Regions from separate parts of the Rattus norvegicus genome. Here region 1 is linked to region 2. Evidence: chromatin contacts called from public Hi-C data. All regions are on one chromosome and are shown on one strand. The core of a region is the stretch at or near the end of the contact, and the rest is flanking DNA. Distances in the headings are between cores, read along the strand shown. Region 1 overlaps Tmod1 (tropomodulin 1). Region 2 holds the start of Tmod1 (tropomodulin 1).

Region 1 (6,198 bases), core at 3,584-6,083, 49 kb before region 2:
GAGAGCAGGTGGGCAGGCAGCTATGCCTGCTTCCACATTCCTCCTGCACCCTGCCCTGGTGGCCGCAAAGCTACAGCACACAGCTCAGGTCTCCCTTCCCTGACTGTAAAATCTGTTTGGTTATAACAGTGACATCTCAGGAGCAGTGGGATTTGTGATCCCCCAGTCTTTGTAGCGCAGGGCTTTGCCAGCCTTGAAGTCCCGTGCCGCAGTGTGGTTCTGACTCACGATTTTATCACAGAAAATCTCTGTGCTTTTGAACAATGTGGCAGGTGTCCAGATCACTAACTTGGACTATGGTTGACTTCTGAGCCTGGAATTGTCCTCAGAAAGAAACCAGGACTGAGAGATTTGCCTGTCCACACCAGTCACCCCTGCAATGCTCCCACTAGTAAAGGCTTTTCTTTATTCCTGATCTAGAAATACCCAGGCCCAGGTCCAAATATGTATTTGGACTTGATGATCGATATGGCCTGGACTGCTGGCATCAGTATGCCAAGACATATCCCCCCACCCCCAAACTGAAAACCCTTACCCCCAATACCCATGAAGTGAAATGGCAGGACTTTACCCGGATGTTGTTAAGATTAACCTCTTCAAGTTCTGGGTCATTGTTCTTTATTCGCTCCAGCGTTTCCTCTACATCTGTTGAATTTGGTTCTTCATCAGGCACAGGCTTGTACTGTGTGGGTTTGATCACACCTATGGTAAGGGATAAAAGGAGTTGGCTCACAGAAATATAGGCATCACCTTCTCCCAACATAAGGGCTCCCTGAGGGGAAGCAGTCATTGAACACAGGGTATAAGGGAGACAGCACATTACAGGGGTACAAGGGGCTGCAATGTGTTGAAAGAAGTCAGGGAGAAATCCAAAAGGTCTGGGCTATCCCTGGATGCTGTGTTTGAGTTCTTACAAGACCTGGTGAATTAGCTGACTCTCAAGCATTTGTCTGTCCAGGCGGGGTTGGTATATCACCATGCTCATTATCCCTAGTGGGCTCCCAGGAGGGTAAGCTGAGGACTGGGCTGGAGAGAAATGCAGTTCCCTTCCAAGAGGAAGGATATGCATTCCCTTGGCACCCTCATTTCCTTTTGGTCCCAAAATGTCATCTTAGAACAATGCAGTTGAATAATTGAGACACTGTGACATGGGCCCAGGAAAGGCCAGAGGGTCTCAGAGGACAGAACAGGGAGAAACTGAGGAGAAAGAGAGAACCACAGAGTACTCAAGAATACATTTTTTAAAGAATACTGTGGGGAAAACATTAGATATCTATCAAAAATTTTAACTAAATGCTTGTCTCACAAGCAGGACGACCTAAGTTCTACTCTCAGAAAGTAGGAGGAATCTGCATGCAGCAGCCTGTGCCTGTAGTTATGGTGCTGGGGAGGTCAGGAGAGGGAGATCCTAGGATCTCACTGGCTAGCCAATTAGCGAGTTCTAGGTTCTCTGAGAGACTGTCTCAAGATATAAGGTAGAAAGCAACTGAGGAAGACACTGACTTCTGGCTTCCACAAGTGTATACACGCACACGCGCGCACGTGCACACACACACACACGCACCCCAAATGAAGTCGAATCTCATCCCGTTGCACAGAAAATATCCATTCTGGGAGGATTAAAACACCGAATATAAGAAGCAAATCTCTAAAACCTTTAGAAGAAAATGAGGCATTGAGAGGAAGAAGGCTTTGATGCGGACACATAAAACCCCAGCAGACTCAAAGGACAACAAGAAGAGACGTGCTTGCACAATATGTGCAGTGAACCAGAGTATCAGGAGCACGGCACCAAGGTGCAGGAGGAGGCGTCTCTCTTCCAAGGTGCCCTCTGAGAACCAGTCTCGGGGCCCGGCAAGGAAAAGGGATGGCAGCCAAGCAGGGCTGTGTATACTCACTGTTGAGCCCCTCCTTGTTCACGATGGAGCTGCTGCCCAAGGCTTGGTAGTACTGCTGGTTGCTCATGAGCGTGTGCATGCCCAGAATAGCTGTGGGGATAAAGGGAGATCCATGACTCTTATGGTCACAGAGAGATCTCCTGGGGACCCATCTTCCACAGGTTGGGAGCTTTGCTCACAGAAATGGTAAGAACCATACACATGGAAATGTAAAAATGTGGGTTATTTTCATCCTAGTTTTCACTCCTGTGTTTCTCAGGTACCCAACCTCCCTTTGGCTGTGGTCACAGATTCCCTGATCTCCGTGGGGTCCAACGTGTACACCTACCCAAAACAACCCAACAGAATGAGTCTTCCCAGCAAGCATCTTTTCCAAGGAGAGCACTTCCTTCTTCTGCCCTGTCTCTCAGACCCTTTGGATCTTCGAGGTCTCTCAGGTCATCCTATTTCCCTTGCCAGGACCTCTGCCCTGGTGGAAAATCTATTCTTTTCTGGCTGCCGTCAACTTACAATGGTCCCATTATAATCTTTCAGCTTTGTGATGGTATCGAAAGTGATACATGGTGAGTAGAAGCCAAACTTTGATTTACATCTCTATCTTTTCCAGGCTGGAGGCATCTGATAAGATACTCAAGATTCTAGATCAAGTCAATGACCCTGTGCTCAGTCGATCTGCCATCACCAGGAGAAAAAAAAAAAAACCAACATGGCGGCACCCTCGGTCAGGCGCTCTGTTGTGCTCAACCAGGCATTAAGTGCATCTTGATTTATGATATTTTCAACTTAGGGTGGGGGCCGTCAGGCCATTACCCCATCGTTCCTGAAGAAACATCTGCATTAACAGAGCCGCGTTACCATGACTTTGGCTTCTTCCTGCTATCTACTTCCCAACATTCATCACAGAACAGTCAGAAAGATCTTTCTGGAGATGGCAGCACAGCTTCACCACTATATGTTGTTCTTTAGCTCATCGGTTTCTTTGGCGTTTGCTGAGCGCCTTCATTGTGTGCGAGCTCCGAGGGACTGAACTATGAAAGGCTCTGCCCATGCAGCCCACAACCTAATGAGAGCAAGCAGAGCTGAGCAAGGGCCAATTAAAACCCAGATAGCTCAGGAGGGGTCAAGTGTTGGAAAGAACATCCCAGAAAAGCACAACAAGGGGCTTGGGAAGGGAAGGCTGAAGTCAAGGGAAGGGAGAAAGAACGTTCCAGGCAGCATGGACGGTGGGTAGTAAAGCGCAGAAGCAGATGAGTGGAGTTGGAGGTCGGGAGAGACAGGGAAGAGGAACCGGGTTGGGTTGGATAGGTGGTGGGACAACAGGATGACCCTCCTACCCCACCCCGTAGCACTGCTCTGGGCCAGAAAAGACCTCTGATAATCAATCCCTCAGCACAAATATGCCCTGTTCAATATTTGAGATAAATTATTCAAAACTGTGGGCCCTTGTCCAGGTCTGGAAATTGAATCCGGAGCCTATAGCATGCTTGGTAAGTGCTCTACTACTGAGATAAATTCCCAACCCTCTCTTTACATTTTATTTTGAGATAGGTCTCACTGCATCGCCCAGGCTGCCTTTATGTAGACAAGGCTGACTTTGAACTCTGATGTTCCTGGCTCAGCCTCCTAAAGAGCTGACACAACAAAGCCTGTTTATTTAGAACTCAAACTCAACTGCATAATCCATATTTTGTTTAACCATCCTATCTCTACTACTTCAAGACTTGGTGCAACTCGTCCTTGGTGCAAGGCTTCCTCCAGGGAGCCTTCTTAGATTCCTCTCTGTCTCTCTCTGTCTCTGTCTGTCTCTGTCTGTCTCTGTGTCTCTCTGTCTCTGTCTCTGTGTCTCTGTGTCTCTGTGTCTCTGTCTCTCTCTCTGTCTCTGTGTCTCTGTCTCTGTCTCTCTGTCTCTCTGTCTCTCTCTCCCTAGTATCCTTTCTATGCCACAGTGAACCTCAGTACAAAGGTGGTGCCTTTATGTAGACAAGGCTGACTTTGAACTCTGATGTTCCTGGCTCAGCCTCCTAAAGAGCTGACACAACAAAGCCTGTTTATTTAGAACTCAAACTCAACTGCATAATCCATATTTTGTTTAACCATCCTATCTCTACTACTTCAAGACTTGGTGCAACTCGTCCTTGGTGCAAGGCTTCCTCCAGGGAGCCTTCTTAGATTCCTTAGACACCTATGTGTTTTCTCTGCTGGGCTGTGGGCTTCCACAGCTCAGGGAGGAATATTACTACTCTTCAATCTCTTCTAGACTATAGTAAGCAGGTTGTAAATATTTGTTTTCTTTTTCTTCAAATTTCTATTTCAGTAGACAGGTTTTCTGGGAGAATAGGCCAGGTCTCAAAGAAGATACAGGAGATCAAGCTCTGGTCCTGACCATGTCCTCTGTGCCATCCCTGCAAGTCACGCCTCTGACTGGCCTTTGGTCTCCTGTGTCCAGCTAGGGTGATTTAAGACCGACAATCACAGCTGCTGCATATGCAGACCATTTGGAGAGCTGTAAAACGGTGTCGATGTCCCAGACTGGAGTGTGTGTGTGTGTGTGTGTGTGTGTGTGTGTGTGTGTGTGTGTGTGTACACACGTGGGAGAGAGAGAGAGAGAGAGAGAGAGAGAGAGAGAGAGAGAGAGAGATATGCTATGTGCTATGTAGCTCAGGCTGACTTTGAACTCAACAATCCTCCTGCCTCAAGCTCTCAAGTGTTGGGATTACAGAAGAACACAACGATGTCTGGTTCCTTGAGGTGATTTTGGTGTCCGGATGGGAACTGAGAACGAGATGATGAGATGATCTCAAAGTCCCTTCTGCTTCTCTACCCTAGGAATCTTCTCAGCTAAAATTAGCCTTGCTCCTCACTGTGGAGGGCTGGGGAGAGGAGAGAGGCGGCTGCTGTCTTTCCAACTCTCGAGGTTTTAATTTAGTCTGTGTCCCCGTGGGCTGAGGGAGCGGGGGCTGAGTCAGCAGCAGGTGAGTCACATCTCCTCAGGCAGTAGCCTTCCAGAGAGGCGCTCCTGCCCGCCCCACCCCCACGCAGAGCTCTCAGGTTTGCCGAGATCGGAGGAAATACACTCCTTTTTTAAAAATGCCTGTTTTTGACTCAGAGCGCACACAGAGAGAGGTGAGGAAATAAATAAATAAAAGCAAAAAGGGGAAACCTATCTGGTGCTTGAACCCCAGCATCCTGCGCTGGGTTGGACAGAGGCATAGGAGTGCGTGAAGGGACCAAGAGCAAAGAGCCATGGGTTGTTACTATTTTTTTTTTCTTTTTGGTGACCTTGTAGAGGTCATTTCCTCTTTGGGATCTCTGGGTTTCGCACCCGCACAAGTGTGTGCTTGAATGCCGAACTCTTACCTTCCCGGAAGGCTCGGCAGTCACGCAGCAATTCTTACAGTTTTAGCCTTCTTCTGAGTTCTAGAATAAGCATCCTCGTGGGGCTGTCAAACGCCCTCCCACACCTAACAGGGACCTGATTTGGTAGGTGACCCTGCAAAGACTCTCCTAGTGTATAAGGCAGTTAAGTATTATGTCTACTGGGGCACTGAGACGTCTAAAGTCTAAGAGAGCCAGCCCCTCATCTGGAGAATTCTAGAACAAACAGAGAGATGGAGAGGTGGGTGGTATATGCTGATAGCAGGCTGAAGAAGGAAGGGCACCACTTGGCAGATCAGAGGAGATTTGGGTTCCGGAAAGGAAGGAAAAATGGGAGTGGGAGGGCATTGCCTCAAAATGGTCACTACCAATCCAGTGGACCTAGGCACACAGTTGTGGCTTTTGTGTCCCAGCAGTGAGTGAAGCAAAGAAAACCCTGATGTCTCCTGTTGCTACCTTCTTCGTAGGTCTCAGTCAATTGTTGTCACCAGGGAACTTGTTTTATTTTTTTTCTATTTTTCCTCTTCCTTTTTTTTTTTTTTAAAGTGTAGATCATCCTCAAAACTCAAAAAGGACTATTTTTGAACTCTAAAAAAGAACACTGAGTTCTGTTTCCTCTCTCTGCCTTGGCAGGGCTCCTTCCACTTGTAAGTCCGCTCAGAATGCAGTGTGATCACAGCACATCCTCGGCTTCTCCAGCTGTTGTGGGCTTGAGCGGCCCTGGGTGGAGGGCGGGAGGAGAGCTGTGTTCTCACATCCTAGATACAGGTGCTGAAGCTGACTCTGGCCTGGAACCTGGGCACTAGCAAACTGTTCCAAGATGAGGCACATCCCCTGACAGTCTCAGAATCAGAGCACGTGTGCTTAAAGACATGGAAGCCACCAGTGACCTGGCCCATTGCCTTTGGGAGGCAGTTGTTTCCTC
Region 2 (6,705 bases), core at 2,118-4,617:
AGCCAAGAGGAGTCTCCACTTTCTTTGGCTTATCCGGGCACTGGAGGAAATGTGTCCAATGGTTACTGCCACACTAATATCCCAGAGTAAAAGGCATCCTGGGAAAGGGAGCCTGGGGGCATAAAGGGACAGGGGCACAGGGGTGGGACCTGTCTTCTCCCCTGAGTCCCACCTTCTCAGGCACTGTGACACCGAGCCTATCCCAAAGCTCACCTCCATGAAGTGACATGACGGAAGGCACGAGTGAAATGCTTGAGTTCATTTAGCATTTCTATCAGACAAGGAGCCCGTGCCTCAGCCCAGAAGACTCAGAAGACCATGTCCTAGGTCGGTTCCCATGAGCTCATTCTTTCATAATCACTGAGAGCAGCCGAGAAGCTGGTGCCATCATGATAAACCAGAAGATTTTACAAAACGAACGGAAAGAGAGATGGCCCCCAGCGCTGTGAGATTGAACTCCGGTTAATCCCAGGAAGCAGGCCTCTGGCTTTAAACTAATAATGACTCTTAGCAGCCAAATAATTGATCTAGCTGGTGTTTTGGCTTTAAGGGAAAGTGAACTGGCCTCATTAGAAATGTTGGCAGCCTGGGCTGGTCCATTAGTAAGACCGAAAAATCAAAACAGTGTCCGGAAGAAGCCATATGACTGGGCTCAGCAGAAGTCATCAATAGATGACATCATCTCAGAAGTTAGCAAGCCAAGGTCACAAGGCCTCCGGAGCAGGGTCAGCTCACCCTTCGTGGCTCACAGATACTGAGTCAGCCAGGGGACACAGGGGCCCAGACCAGGCCCTGCTTCATTTTACACCCCCTAGCCCCCCTTTATTTCTGCTCAGGAACGTCTAGAGGGTTGAAAGCCATTTACAAAGTTGCATGTGGCACATCCTTAAGGAAAGACCTCAATCCTGCCACGGGCACACCCCTCAGATTCTCTTCCGCTCTGTGGTCGCCCCTGATTTGCCTCTAACACTTATCTGTTGGCCCTCTCATAAACACAGAGGCCTGCCCCCTGCCCCAGCCCCTACGACTCTTCTCATCTAAGCTTTGAGAGAGACTTGGGAGCTGTCTCAACTTAAGCTCTGGCCTCTGCCTCCCTAACCACATCCTCACGAGGAACCGGGCAGGTTCAAACTAAGCTCAGGGTTTGCCCATCATCAGTTCCTACGGCAGCCTGAATGAAGTGTCTGCGATTGTTAGCCCTGTTGTACAGAGGCGGAAACTGAGGAGACAACCTGGGTCTCCAGTCAATCCTAGTTTTTAATGCTCCACCATGCTGCAACCAAGTCCCCAGTGCCCACCCCTAATTCTGATGGAGTCTCCCCACTTGTCAAGATCCTATCCCTGTGTAGTAACTGTCTGCCCACCTCTCCACTAGGCTCTTGGAAAGCCACCATCCCCCCCCCCACTCCTATCCCCACACCACCACCACCCCCACACACCTGGACTTCTGGGGTCCCATCACAGATCTGGTGCCCCAGATTTCCCCTGCACTTCCCTTTTCTCCTGCTAGAGGGCTTCCCAGAGGGCTTCCAGCTCTACCCACTCCAGCACCACTAAAGACCATCCTGTCCACTAAGGTCATTTCCCAAGGTCGCACCAAGTGGGTCGCAGAGCTTGGAGCTGGGGGCCTGAACTCCAGGCTATTCCCCTTTATTGCTTAGAGCTGACACCACCTAGTCCCTGGGTTCTGTCGTTTAGCTGCAGTGAGGAGCCCCGCCCACAAAGGGGAGAAGGTGTGAGACTCCGATAAGGTGGGCTGGGCTATTTTTAGAGGACTCTAACTTCCCACTTAGGATGCCAGGCACCCAAGGGCCAATGGCTGTCTAAGCCGAGGACTCTGAGACTAGCTCATTAGAGGTAAGATGCCTGACTGACAGGCTCCCTGTCTTCACTCTGCCTGTTTGAGGGTTGAGTCGGTGGGAACCTTCCTATTTGGTTGGCTTGAGTCCTCTTTCACTCATTTATCAGCCAAGCTCGGAGATAGCTTTAGAGAAAGCTGGGCAGTCTTCTGGATCTATAACTAGACTCTGCATGCTATTATCGCAGCCTGGGAAAGTCCCAGACATTAGCAGATCACAAAAGAGGGGCTCAGAGAGTCCCCAGACCTGCGGGAAAAGGTCCCTAAGAGACAGGAAAGGCAGGCAGACTGCAGTGGGGGGGGGGAGTTGCATGACCTTGAGCAAAAGGCTCTGAAGCCCTTACACGGGTGACAAAGGGACCTAGGGAGAAAGATCAACCCTAATTGAGTCCCCACTTAAAACCGAACCCAGGGTCTGGGTTTAGGGTCCAGCTCTGTTGTGGCCAGGTCTTCAGGATTCTCATGGGGAAGTTGAGCACTGCGCAGAGAGAGGTAGCTAGGCAGAGAGCTGGGGAGCTTCACCGTTAAGGAAGAATCACAGGTACCACATAGGCCACTGAACTGCCCGAGACTGCCCAGTTCATTTGGTCACTTGTTTTGCTAAGGTACTGCTAGCAACTCAGCCTAGAGATGCCCCAAGCACCCCAGGTACACTTCACGGGCTATTCCCAGGGCCCCAGTGGGTCCTACGTCAGGACCTGAGTTCCAAGAGCTACCAAAGTCCCCGACTACTGCAGCCGCATCCCCAGCATCCCTACCCTGAAACTGGAGAACAGGTGACGGGGAGTGTGGGCAGTTCAGAGCATGCCTGGCCGCTCTCGTGGCCTCGGGTATCATCCCCCTGAAGGACCCTAACTTCACCTTACAAATGGTCAAATGAGGTCCAGAGAAGAAAGGATTGCCTAGGCCACCTACTCCCGAGGTGGAGACAGCCGGTGGCTCCTGCTTCTAGGCTCTTTCTCATCCTACCTGGCTGCGCAACGCTATAAACCTCGCTAGTTCCAGCAGTTTGGGAAACTTTTCCGGCGCCGGCCGGATCCGTGCTCTGCGGACTCAGCGTCCCCCGAGCGAGCGTGGACCCCCATCCTCCCCAGAGTCCCAGGAGGGCTCGTACCCAGCTCGCAAAGTGCCGATGCCCACGGGGGCACCCCGGGAGGCTCCCAAGGTCCCTAGGCGACCAGGTCTAGAGCCCCGGGCACTCTAACTAGGGTCGCGCGCGTCAGGCTACGGGAACGCTTAGCGCCAGCGACCGGATCTTCAGGCTGGGGAACTGGACCCCGAGCCCCGAAGGCCACCCGAGGCGGCGGCTATTTATAGAGGGAGCCGTGCTCAGTCCCTTCTCGGCGGCGGCGACAGCTGAATATTTTGCCCAGATATGGCTGCGCCCCGGCGCGGCGGCAGGGAACCCCGCGAGGCCGAGGGGAACCTAGGGCTGGCAGGCGGGGGGTCTTACCGGGATGCGGGGCGGCGCGAGCGCGGGCGGCGGCAACGAGCGGAACGCGGGGCTGGGTGAGTTCCCTGGCGGCCGCGGGTGGGAAGCCGGGGGCGGGCCCTGCTCCGCTGTCACTGCGCCCCGCCCCACCCCGCCGCCCTCCCCGCCCTCCGGCTCCACCAGGGGCGCCGGGGTGCTGCGCGGTCTCCGGCTGGGGAGAGACACCCGCTAGGGGGATCTAGGGCCACCCCGAGTCCGAACCAGGTGAATGTGTGGTTCCCTGCCTTGTTCTCGGTTTCCCCAACTTGCCTCGGGAAGATTTTAAGCTACGTTGGAGGTATCCCGTCAAAGACGGGCAGATCACTATTCTAGAATGTTCCAGTAGAGTCTGTCCAGCTACACCTTGCTTCCTTTGAAGAGGCAACTTGTCGCCTCTTCCCAGCAGGCCTGCCAGGACTGGCACGCGCCCAGGGCTTAATAGCCACCCGTGGACGCGCAATTCCAACGCAGAATTGAACGCCTTCTCCCTACAAAGCACTGACAGAATGGAGCATCCGAAATAACCACTTAAAATAATCGGAACTAAAGTTCCTCCTTCTTGAAAGGCTAATGTGTCCTCTCCAGAACAAACCACTTAAACCCAAACCGAAGCCTCAAGTGTTTCAATAAACAAATGGCTCCTATCAAAGAATCCAGACAGACACGCGGGGCCTGGAAATGGGAAGGGGGGCGTCTCAGTTGGATTATCCTAATTTACTTTTTGGGGAGGGAAACCCTAATCTTGCCAAGGAGAAACGCTGGAGAGTACAGAAAGTATTTTCCTAACGCATTACTGTATTCTAAAACCCTCGCCCTATTAAGACTGCCCTTTTCAAGGGAGAAGTGGGGTGTATTTTTAAACAATGCAGGGAGTTACCATTCCCAACGACTTATTTTTAAGCGTTTTTGTTGTGGGTGTAAATACTTTCAGGGCACATCTTAGTGTGTAGCTTCCTGAATTTTTCCAGTAAGAACACCTGTGCAAGCCAACCAGCAGCCTGTCCTCCCCGCCCCCCAGTCACCCACCTCTTCCTCCTAAGAAGTTTGCTTTCTGGACCCTTCCAGAACTTGTCCTTACTATCAGGTTGGGCCTCTTGCTCACAGCTGAGGTTAGTTTGTGTTGCACCATGTTTTCTCAATGTTCAAGTTATAGGTTTCATCCTGAGTGAATTTTCCATGCGAACATAATATGGTATTTTCATATAAATACATCCCATTGCAAAAGTCTACTTTGCTATTAGTGGAATTAGGGATGTTACAGTGTGGCTCAAATCATTCTTTCTCATTGTCTGCAGGAAGTTGACTGCCCAAGCTCAGCTCTAGGAGAGATGAGCACTGGATTAATGCTACTTGCAAGTGGTTTCCACTTGGGTTAAACCACTTCCGTGGAACAAGAATTGCTACATTGTAGCTATGCTGGTAGAGAGTTATGGTGTCCATTGAGGTTCTGACCCACAATGCCAATGCCCCGTGTCCACATTTGCTGACACCTTTTTGTTTATCGGCCAACTGGATTTTTTTTTTTGTGTGTGTGTGCGAAGTGTTCCTCCAAACTTCTTACCCATTTTTACCAAACACATCCAATATATCAACATGATATGGACACATACCATATACCACATATATAATATATACCAGTGTGTATTCTTCCACTTTGCCCCTTCCTCCTCTTCCAGCCTTTTGAGGACAGCTGTCCCTGGCTCCCAGGGGTTCTGCCAGCTCTCTCTGGCACTCTGCTACTTTAGGCCCTCACACACAGGTCTCTGGTCCACCTGGACTGACTTCAATACAGGGCAGTGGCCTAATTCATGTGTGTGTCAAGCAACCTCACATTGTATTAACTTTATCAATAAACATAAATACTTTAAGAATGGAAATGTTTCTTAAGTCAATGGAATAGGAAAGTCTTCCTTTGGTTGTGTTCAAGGATCTGTGCCTTTTCTGTTGTTGGAAAGAGATCAATATAGAAATCATAACACTGCCTTAACTCACTCAAACATTTATGTTCTGGAGAAAAATTTATTTCATCATAAATAGTTACTTTAATCACCGGCATAAGTATTCTTAAATCTTGCTATTTTGGAAGGAATTTTATTTCATAAAAACAAGTATTTTAGTTAGTGGCATAAGTGTTCATGACTATTTTAAAATACATTTTTTTTCTTTTTTCTATTTTTCGGAGCTGGGGACTGAACCCAGGGCCTTGCGCTTGCTAGGCAAGCGCTCTACCACTGAGCTAAATCTCCAGCCCCTTAAAATACATTTTTAAAAAGCCAGAATACTTTTTTACACGTTTAGGATGAAAAGCTTTTTAAAACCTGGTCTTTTCTTTTCCTATTATTGTTTTCCCTGAATAAAAAATGACTTTAAGAATGTTTGTCTCCAGCCTGGTTTTCTCCTTGAGGTCCCCTCACTTCAGATTTCCAACAGCCTTTGGGCGTCTTCCCAGAGGTCTACTAGCTCGAGTGCAGTGTGCTCAACCCAAACTTCCATCCCCGCTCAGCTTGGGTATGGGGCACCATGCTTAGGCCTGGCTTGGCTTTGCTCCTGTGCATCCTGCATCTATGCGGTCTGTTCTTATATTCTAATTAAGAACTTCAAGATGTCATCAATGCGTTTATCCCAGGGCTCTGCCCTTAGTCTGGGGCTCCCCCACCTCATCCTAAGCACAGCTCAAGCTTACAATCCATCCACTTGCCCATCTGTCCAGCCACCAGTAAACCAGCACATGCTGAACCGTCCACAATGCCATTCTGTCTATGTGGATGACCCAGGAAGTGATCATATAACAAAAGCAAACATGGACCATCCTCTTCCTGTGGCACGTCATGGTGATGCAGTGATGTCACATGGTTAGCCAGGAATCAGCATGGGTGTGGACTGTATGCATGCTGTCAGGCAGCACAATTCAAAGCTCATCTGTTCACAAGAAGGTATCCGTGGGGTGCTACTGGATAACGAGATGGCACAGTCATACCTGAGACGACTCAGCCAGCCAGCCAGCTAGCTGCCTACTCTCAGGTGCAGGGACACCAGGCATCGGAGAGGCATGTTCATGTTCACAGTACTGGAGAGCTAAGCCTGGCACAATCCCAGCACCTCGGAAGCGGGATGCTCTCCAGTTTGAAACCAGCCTGGACTACATAGCAAGAACTTTTTATTTTTTCCGAGAGAAAAATAACAAACAAAACCCAAGAACAAGGTACAGTGGAGAAGAAGGGGCACCAGGGAAGGTTGCCAAAGTGATGACTTGAGTTCAATTCTTGAACACGATGAAAGGATCAAGAACCAACCAGCTCCCAAAGTTTTCCAGACTTCTATGTCAATTCATTTGACATGAAATAAGAAACACACATACACACTAAATGTTTTGTTT

Evidence for each region. A called contact is a pair of places that touch in the nucleus more often than the background predicts.
Region 1: a Hi-C map of frontal cortex shows a contact between it and region 2, with 1.6 times the contacts expected there. The contact joins the enhancer-like site here to the promoter of Tmod1 in region 2. A contact is called at or near these places in 3 of 12 Hi-C or Micro-C datasets (frontal cortex, kidney and psoas muscle).

Annotation. Positions count from the first base shown.
Region 1 is chr5:65,159,471-65,165,668 of GRCr8, reverse strand. It overlaps Tmod1 (tropomodulin 1), which reads right to left. Exons shown (of 10, transcript NM_013044.2): 5 at 1,899-1,988; 6 at 572-702. Among named protein-coding and RNA genes, the nearest start is that of Tstd2, 49 kb to the left of the region's middle. Within about 2 kb of position 4,833, at least 42 of the 93 cell types and tissues checked have an H3K27ac peak or open chromatin away from gene starts, as enhancers often do.
Region 2 is chr5:65,108,724-65,115,428 of GRCr8, reverse strand. It overlaps Tmod1 (tropomodulin 1), which reads right to left and starts at 3,367. Exons shown (of 10, transcript NM_013044.2): 1 at 3,312-3,367.